2 separate regions of the Mus musculus genome follow, and region 1 is linked to region 2. The links are chromatin contacts, called in public Hi-C maps. All regions are on one chromosome and are shown on one strand. The core of a region is the stretch at or near the end of the contact, and the rest is flanking DNA. Distances in the headings are between cores, read along the strand shown.

Region 1 (4,526 bases), core at 1,503-4,002, 390 kb before region 2:
ACACTCTTGAGGTGCAAGGTGACGCGAGGTCTGAGCCAACAGGGCCAGACCACAGACCAGAGTGCACCACACACATTCCCGTGGGATCTAGTTCTGCAGTGTGCACGGGAGGCCCCATGACTTGTGGTTTCCCGTGGTCACAGGGTCCTTTCTCTGATAATGCAGCCCCAAGGGATAATTCCTCCCTGCTCGGCTTCGGATATCAGCTAGCTGTCTTTGGAACCTGTCTCAGGACAATCCCAAACCCCTGAGTTGATTTCACGTCCTGAATATCTTCAGCTTTCTCTACTTGACTTTTTTCCTTCGGTGCTAGGGATTGAGCCTAGGGCCCCACGCATGCTAGGCAGAGCTAGCACTGAGCTACTTACCCAACTCTCTTTGAACTCCTGAAGGCATGGGTCTGTCCTGCTCTGTCAGTCTTGAGCCCCCTTAGCTTCCTAGTTTCATTTGTTATGCATCTCCAAAGGGCTGGCTCTTGTACATATTTTTTCCCCTCCAACACGAAAAGCATAATGAAGAAGCACATCTATGTGTAGAACTTGTATGGCCTTAGATTCAAATCTCACTGTAACCTGGGCCAAGCTGAGGGGCCTTTCTGATGTTATTCTCTTGTCTCCTGTTGTTTATAAAGGCTACTCTACGGGGCCTGGCACAGTAGTTGGTTCTCACTCCAAATCTCAGATTTAGTGTCTGGCCAGAAGTAGACACTAGATAAATGCTTTGGTGCGTGCTCTGACTCCCTCTGGGTTGCTTGACTCCGATTCCAAAGATAGATCAAAGGGAGGAGGACCAGGCTTCTTTGCTCTGCAAAAAGCCTCCACAAAGTAGGAACTTCCAAAGTTTACACCAATTTTCTTATGAAAACTACGTTATATATGAATAAGGTGCTGCTCGCTAAAAATGACAATCTGATAGACCTAGTGCCCCCCACTAACGCCTTCACCTACCCAAACCTGAACTTCTGAGGCCTTTAGGGTGAAGTGCTCCAGAGTGGGCATGTGTGGAAGGATTGATATGTGTAATGAGTGTAGTGTTGCTGTACGGTTCACCGTCACACAAAGCCGTGGTCACTGGCTTCCCCTGAAGTACAAATACAGTGTTGTACACAACGACATTTAGTAAATATTGCTTCACTGGCTACTATTTTAGCAGTCCAGCATCATAGTTTCAGTAGATGGGGTTACTGGAAAGTCTCAAGTAGGAACTTGGGTGTTGACAACTGACATGCCAGTCCAGCTCAAGAACTTTCAGCTCTGACTGAGGAATCACTGGTGCACATAGGCCCAGAGACATGACTCAACTCTCATTGTAGTCTAATCAGCAAATACATGCAGACCTTCTGTAGGCTTCATGCTATAAAATGCAAGAGGACAGGAACAGTCACTCTAGTAAGTACCCAAGAGCACCCCTCACACTGGTGGGCTTTGTACAGTGAGTGGACCCATGTGGTTTCCTGACTTTGCTCATGTCCATGGCAGAGGCAGACTCACTTCACTGCAGGATAGTGGCCTTAGGTCAGTCAGCTGTCAACATGCCCTAGAGGTTCTGCAGATGGAGAAGATTTCGGTCACCCACCCATCTTTCTCCCCTCCCCTTTCCTCTATCCTTCATTCCCTCTTTCCATATATAGCCATCTAGTTTTGGCAAGAGACTGCACACTGACCAAGAACTGCTCTGTAAATGGCCACACCAGCCTATCTCATCCCTGTGTTAATGAGGTTGAATCCAGAACTCTAGCCTTGACCCTGCCCAGTATTCACACGCTCCATTACTAACAACTGTTGTCAGCCACAGACACATTGCATTTTCCTTGCGTTAGAGTGGGCTGTCCTTTCTGGCCTCGGGAAGACCATCTGAGGAAGGAAGAGGTTTGTCAGAGAGCCAGCCAGTGTGCCTTGAAATGCATCTGGTTTTATTCATGCTGAGTCTTTCCAGGTGAACTGAGCTAAATTATAAACTACAAAACAAAAGCAGATTTTCCTGAGCGCACCCACATGGAACACACTGAGTTTACCACCGTGTATCAGCCCCTGACTGAGACAGAGAAGACGTAATCACCCTTCTTTTTACTGATGGCTGGATTGATGGGCCATCTTGGTCATTTTGACCGTCACAGAGTGAATGAATGGTTCCCTGGGCTGCAGAGTAGGAGGCTGGGAGTAGGTTGAGACTTGTTATGTCTTAAGGGATACTTTGGAGTGGGCTATTAGGCTTTCAGAAGAGTGTGAGACTTATTTGTCCTAGACCAAAACCTGTAGGAAGAGCCCATCCTGTGAAAGCCACAGCTGGTCTGGGACAGATGTTCCAGGTGCTATAGGTCTTCCATGAAAGCGTTATGGAGCCAATATGGTGTGGAATTTCCAGAAGAGACATCCAGTCTTAAGAGACACTTGCAGGCCAGGTATGGCTGGGAGCTGCCAGTGCCTAGCAAATGTCCCCTATGGGAAGAGCGTCTCCTTTAAGCTCCTTACTGGAACGTATCCCATCCCAGGGTTGAACTCATTTTCAGCAAATCCCCATTAGGAAACTCGGGTGCTTTGTACCTCCTCCCACCATCCTCAGTCAACACTTGCTGATTTAAACACGTGAAAAATCAAACATTTGGCTCCCAGCTCTGGTCCTCCCTGTTTAATCAGTGAAGAGCCCCCTCTTGTCCCTGCCTCTCTCCCCAGCAGCGGTATACTGATGACAGTGATTAGGCCAAGCTGCAGAACTTCATAAGCATGCGCTTTCAGTTCCCATTTTTGGCATATTTTCATGAATTAACTCTTGCAGTGACATGCTAGGCCATGCCACGTGTTCACAGGCCCCATGGCGGGTACAGTGGAACACTGCATGTGTGGCCCAAGAAATGACCTACAGGGTGAGTGTTTCCAGCTGCCACTGGTTCTGTGGAGTATCAGCAGCGCTTGCGGTCACTCTCATATACAAAGGTAGACACTGGGGCTTGTGGGATGATGCCAAGAGACAAGGAGGTGAGTGAGCACACAGTAGCCACAGATCCCAGGAAAGTCAGTGGTGGGTCTATCAAAATGCTAAACTGCACATGAGGCACGGAGAATCCCATCTGGCACCCAGGACAAGCAGAGTTTCACACTTTTCTCCCAGTCTGAGGCACAATAATTAAAATTAGCATGAAGGCCAGGCACAATAGTGAATGCCTGTGATCACAGCTACTTGGGGTACTGGGGTGGAAGGACCACTTGACCTGACTTGAGACCAACCTCCTAACATAGTAAAACCCCGTCTCTTGAAAACAAAGAAATGGTACACTAGGTCCCCTATAGAAACATAGGGTGTGGGGAGGCTGGAGAAGAGCTCAGAGAATCACTGGAGACAGGGCCTTCTCCCACACCAAAAGGTCAGAGGCCCTAGCAGAGGGGCCTGAGCCCAGGGAGCTCTGAGAGGAGCAGGGGCCTGTGGAAGCAGAGTGCAATGCAGATGGACCACTCTGAGAGGAGTCTGGAGGTTACTGCCTGCAACGTTATACTGACATATATTCTGGCATGCACCAGCACATCCCAAGCCATATCCCCAAGGATGCATGAGAAACAGAGAAGATCTTGACTGTGCATATCCAAGTAGTGCAACAGTTTGCAGAGGAAGGGAATGTAAGGCCTGCACAAATCTGAGCCTCTCACCTCATATCGAAGAATGCTCAGCTGGCCTGAATCCTCACCCAGAATAAGTCTGTTGAATGAAGCATCCTACCACAGTTAGCTTGGATAACACTGGGGGAGACAGTCAGAATGAAAGGAATCTCCCTAGCCCACAAACCACTGGGAGCAGAGCTAGAGAATCAGACACCCTGTCCAATTGCATAGAGTGTAAAATTGTTAACTATCCCCCTCATGGATTGTAAGAAAGACAGGTTTTTAAATATAGTTCACATGCCAGGAAATTCCACTTGCTATGAGCAATTCATTTTTTTTTAGAATATTCAAAAGGTGTTACAACTATTACACTAATTCCAGAACACATTTTTTTTATCAATCTAAAAGGACTTCTGTACACATTGACAGTTATTCCATAGTCCTCCCTCTCTCCAACTCCTGACAACAATTCATCTGATTTCTGTCTCTAAAACGTACCCTTTGGGACATTTCCTATAAAAGGAATTATGCTGCACTTGAACCTTTATGTTAATCCTTTCATGTTTAGCTTTTGCTTCAAGGTTCACCCAGCATATAGTACATAGCAGAGCCTCATTCCTTTATGGATAAATAATATTGCAGTGTGTAGGCCCAGGATATTTTGTCTATTGATCAGTTAGCAGATAGCTGGACTATTTCTTCTCTTTGGCTATTTCAAATAATGCTGACGTGAATATTCATGTACAGTTTTTATATGAGCATATGCTTTCAATTATATTGATTATATACTAAACTCTTGGTTCATGCAGTAGCTCACTATTTAAAGATCCATCAAACTGTTTCCTTCCGTGGCTATTGCCTTTTATATTCCCAGTGCCACTGTGTTAAGGCTCCAACACTCTACACCCTCATCAACACTTGTTACTGTCCATT
Region 2 (5,096 bases), core at 2,035-4,534:
TTCTGATGAGATAGTTGTACCTAAAGACTTCATAAAATTCTCCAGTGAAACGTATGGTTTAGGATTTCTCATTTTTATTTTAAATAAATAAATGCCATAAGCACTGACCCTCCCAGAAAGTGTTCCTCTGAAGCAAGGGAGGACACCTGACCCAAGCTTAGAACATCCTCCCCTAGCTTGAGCAGGCAGGAGCCCAGCCAGCCCCAGGTCCCCGAGCCAGCAGAACTGGCTCCTCTGCTCCCCTCATTGATCCTTCCACCTTGCTGCTTCCTGTCCTCACAGGACCAGATCCCTGCACTGGCCTGGGGGTTAGTGACTAAGATATGAGTTACTGATGACGTTATCTCCATTTCCTCTCAGAACAGAGGGAAACCAAGATGGCTGCCACTCCCCTTAGCGTGACTGAAGGTCTGAGTCTTCCTCCTGCTGGCAGCCCCTTGCCTCATCCTTTCTTGGAACACTTACTTCAGGAAAACATGTCCTTTTAAATCTGCCATCCTCCTCTCTGGGGCATACATACAATTTTTTTACGGTTTTGGCCAGCTTTATGACCCGGCCTAGGAACTACATCTTTGAAATGTGATCAAAGAAGAAGATAGCACCCCCAAACCCCAGTTCCACAGGAGCACAGGAATATAACTTCAGTGGCTGTTCCATTCTGAGTTCAAATTTTCTCCCATCTTTTGTTTTGTCTTGTTTTGTTTTTTGAGACTGGGTTTATTTTGGGTTTCTCTGTGCAGCTCTGGCTGTCCTGGAACTCACTCTCTAGACCAGGCTGGCCTTGAACTCAGATATCCACCTGCCTTTGCCTCCAAGTGCTATACTCCCATCTTAAAGATGTGAAGAACTCATTTTGCTCTTGGACAAAGTAGGTCAGCACAGACGGCCTGACATTCCTGGAATTTTTCTGCTTCTTCATGACAGTCCTTCTTCTTCTTCCTTCAGCAGAGCTCAGTCCCTGCTTTGACAACGTTCAGTGGAGAAACCCTGCCCCAGTGAATCATGGGAAACACCCACTGTCAAAGTTCGGCTACCACAAGTACATATATGTTCATGTTCACTATATACACACATGTATCCACACATATGCATACTACACACATATAAATGAGAAAACAGGGGAAAAAACAGAAGGAAATTTTGCCATTTACTAGAACACAGATAGACCTAGAGGACAAGTTATAAAATGAAAGAAGCCAAACAGACACCTATGTAATCTAAAATAGCCAAACACAGAGGATAGTGAAACAGAGGACACAGTAGGCATTCCCATGGCTGGGGTGGGAGTGGGGCACAGGGTGGGGGAATCAATGGTCAGGGGGCACACTGTTCAGTTACACAACACTAATGGGTCAACAACACTGTATTGTACACTAGACACTTTCTAAGATGGTAGTTTTTTGGTTTTTTGTTTTTTGTTTTACTTTCGTAAGTCTCTGTGTATTATGCCTTTGGAGCCCTGAGGTGTCAGATTCTCTGGAGACAGAGTTACAGGCAGCTATGAGTCACCAAAGTGGGTACTGGGAACTGAACTCAGGTCTTCTGCATGAGCAGTACACTATCGTGACTCTCCAGCACAAGATGATAGCTCTAATGCTTAGTACGTTTATCACAAAAATTAAACACGCATATGCATAGATAACTAGGGTAGGGGAAACTCTGGGGAGTGATGTACATGTAACCTTTCCGGGTTGATATTTTCACAATTATATACTCATTTCTAACCATACCATGCTGTATACATTAAATATGGATAGCTCAGTAAGTCTCACCTAATCACTGTCCTATTGATCTGAGGAGGCTCCATGACCAAGGCAACTTACACCAGAAAGCATTTAATTGGAGGTTTGCTTACAGTTTCATGGTTAAGTCCATGATCATCATAGCAGGGAGTGTGGTGGTAGACAGGCATGGTGCTAGAGCAGTAGCTGAGAGCTTGCTTACATCTAGCCCAGAAGCAGAAGGCATAGAGAGAGAAACTGGGCCTGGTGTGGGCTTTTGAAACCTCAAAGCTCATCCGTAATGTTAAACCTCTTCCAACAAGTAGTTCCCCTAACTCTGGACCAAACATTCATATATATGAGCCTGTGGGGGTCTTACTCATTCAAACTATCACAAATCATATCTCAGTAGAGCGGTCTCCAAATGATAAAATAAACAGAGATAGGTTAATAACTGATAGAAGAAACGTGAACGATTGGTAGGAATATAAATGACAGATGTAGAGTTGTAGAGGGACTATTAATAATCTGAAAGAGGAGTGGAAGCCAAGTTACTAGATCAGACAACAAAGTTCTCAGCCAACTACAGAGGAAGTTGAAGCAACCTGCGTGCAGTGCACAGCCTCCTGAAAGCTATGGGGCTAGGCCTTGCAAGATGGCTTAGCTTGCCACCAAGCCTGACAACCCAAGTTGGATTTCCCAGGACCCACGTGATGGTGAGAGCCACCTCCCAAAAATTGTTCTGTGACCTCCACGGCTGCATATACACAAACACACACACAAGAGCGCGCGCTCACACACACACACACACACACACACACACACAGAGAGAGAGAGAGAGAGAGAGACAGAGACAGAGACAGAGACAGAGAGAGACCCATACATAGATTATAATAAAAATATTTTTGACGGTTGAGGGTTGGGAACACCAGGCTTTTCTGGATGTGGGAGCTGGCAAGAGGATGTGCAGTCTCTTTCGGAAGCACATACACCACTGGGTCTCAAATGCCCCCTCACCTTGTGGAACATTGATTGCTTTGCAGAGCTTACTTGATTTTCAGTACACACAGAGAGAAAGTTCTACAATAGGTGCATTAGGCTGGAGTACTGTGCTAAGATGGTGGGGGCCCACAGTACACACACAGAGGGAGAGTACTGTGCTAAGATGGTGCCATCAAGCTGGATTCCTGTGCTAAGATGGTATGGGGACACTCTGCTATAGTCTTTCCCTGTGCCCACACACAAAGCACCTGCTCAGCCATTGCACTGGGCTGGAACAGAGCCGGTGCTAAAGGGCAAGTGAAGCTGAAATCCAGCTCCTCTTTTGGGCCCCAAGCACTGGCACAGGCCATGGCCAGAGGAAGAGGCACCTTTCCTTCCTTGTCCAAGAGGAACCAGGAGGTCACCAGCTCCACGACTGCAGGGCACCTCCTCCACAGGTGGAGCCTGCTCCCAGTTTTCACAGCAGGCTGCCACAGAGCTTGCAGCTCTCTGCCTGGGACCAAACTCAGAATCTTCATGAAAGACTTGTATCAGAAGTCTCCAACAACACTCCCCACACACACACGTGACAAAACCTATGACAGCTCGGCTGAATGACTCTGCCACAAAGACCACAGCACTAACCATGGGCAGACAGCTGAGCAACAATTTGAGGACAGGAAAGCCTTCTTAGAAAAAGCTAAAACAGAGAGACAGAGATAGAGACAGAAACAGAAACAGGCAGAGACAGACAGAAGAGACAGACAGACAGACATAGAGACCATCAGAGAGAGACAGCAAGAAAGAAGAGACAGACAACAGAGACAGAGAGAACAGACAGAAACAGAGGGGAAGAAAGTGACAGAGACAGAGACAGAGACAGAGAGATTACTTTTAGAAATGGAAATGTAAGAAAATAGGGAAAATAGAAAATAATTAGAAAATGGTTTATGTCTCAACAGAAACAGAAATCATGAAGGATCGTTTTCACAAATTAAAGGATGTTGTGCATTTCTAGGTTGTTGGAAAATAAAAATATCAAATAGCCAGAATAAATTAAAAAACATGTACATCAAGGCATACCATCACAAAATTTGAAATAATGAGGTCAGGAGAAAATTTAAAAGCTTCTATGAAGAAGAAAATTAATTCTATTTGTGGTCAGAATTTCTTCAGAGTTTTCAAGTCCAAGGGATGATAGTGCATGCCTCACACCCCTGAAGGAAAGGAAAGGCCTGTCAATGCAGGAAAATTAGACACTTGCCTAAACACTGACCAGTCATTAGGGAAGAAATGAATAAATGAAAACAGGTCCAAAGGAGTGTAGTGGTTTGAATAGCTTTGGCCCCCATAGATCATGTCTTTGAATATGCTTGGCTGAGGGAGTGGCACTATTAGGAGGTGTGACCTTGTTGAAGGGAATGTGTCACTGTCAGAGTGGGCATTGAGACCCTCATCCTACCTGCATGGAAAACAGTCTTCTGGATGCAGTGGGATCAAAATGTAGAATACTCAGTTCCGTCTCCAGCTCCATGCCTGCCTGCACTCTGCCAAGCTTCCAGCCAATGTAATAATGGACTAAACCTCTAAGCCCATAAGCCAGCCACAATTAAATGTCCTTATAAGTCTTGCCTTGGTCATGGTGTCTCTCCACAGCGATGGAAATCCTAACTAAGACAAGGAATTCATGTAGATTGAAATAGTTTTTTGAATACACAAACGCCCCATGCCTTACTGTAAGGAATTGTATATCTAGAGTGCTGCTGGAGAAGATTTTTCAGAGAGATGAAGGATACGCCAAGAAATAGAAGGTAAGGGATGCAGGAAACAGATCCCAGCTCAATAATGGGCAAGAAAGTCCCCAAATCAACAATGAAGAGAGATCCTCAAGTGGAAGAAGGACAGAGGACTCCAAAGACCTCTTGTGAGATCTTAGGAGATACCCAGGGGGAACCCCTGGGATCCAGGAATTCTGAAAACACTAGCGCTCCAGTGGAGGGTTTGGGGCTTCCTCCATGGTGTGGAAAATAGACCACCAAATGAAAACATGAAACACCTATTAAGTGGAGGGAAAACAAAAAAAAAATTTTTGCAAGAAGGAAAATTAGTCCTAAATATATTATATGATCCAGTGGTATATTGGTTGAAAATTGATGTAACCAAATGTATTACATCACTAATTCAGAAAATCTGTGGTCACAGAGCACCTAAGGGCCTGGGTGGGAGACTGAGAGCACCTACAGAGGTGAAGGGAAGGAAGCATCGATGTGGATAGAGATCTTGTGCTGTGAAGGAAACAGCCAAATAACTAAAAGGGTGAAAACTTTAGACATTAAGGAGGAGGATGTAGGAGAACAGACAGCTGCTATTAGAAATGAAAACTGCTGCCCTTGT

What was found. Hi-C and Micro-C count contacts between places; a contact is called where the count stands out from the background.
Region 1: a contact with region 2 is called in a Hi-C map of B cells, with 1.7 times the contacts expected there. The contact joins two enhancer-like sites.

The regions. Positions count from the first base shown.
Region 1 is chr1:106,551,272-106,555,797 of GRCm38.p6, reverse strand. All of the region lies in intron 1 of Bcl2 (B cell leukemia/lymphoma 2), which reads left to right. Among named protein-coding and RNA genes, the nearest start is that of Mir3473f, 6.9 kb to the right of the region's middle. Within about 2 kb of position 2,752, at least 47 of the 459 cell types and tissues checked have an H3K27ac peak or open chromatin away from gene starts, as enhancers often do. A contact at or near this core is called in B cells, where this site is marked.
Region 2 is chr1:106,156,364-106,161,459 of GRCm38.p6, reverse strand. The region is part of intron 2 of Gm20753 (predicted gene, 20753); the gene reads left to right. Among named protein-coding and RNA genes, the nearest start is that of Gm20753, 13 kb to the left of the region's middle. Within about 2 kb of position 3,284, at least 26 of the 459 cell types and tissues checked have an H3K27ac peak or open chromatin away from gene starts, as enhancers often do. A contact at or near this core is called in B cells, where this site is marked.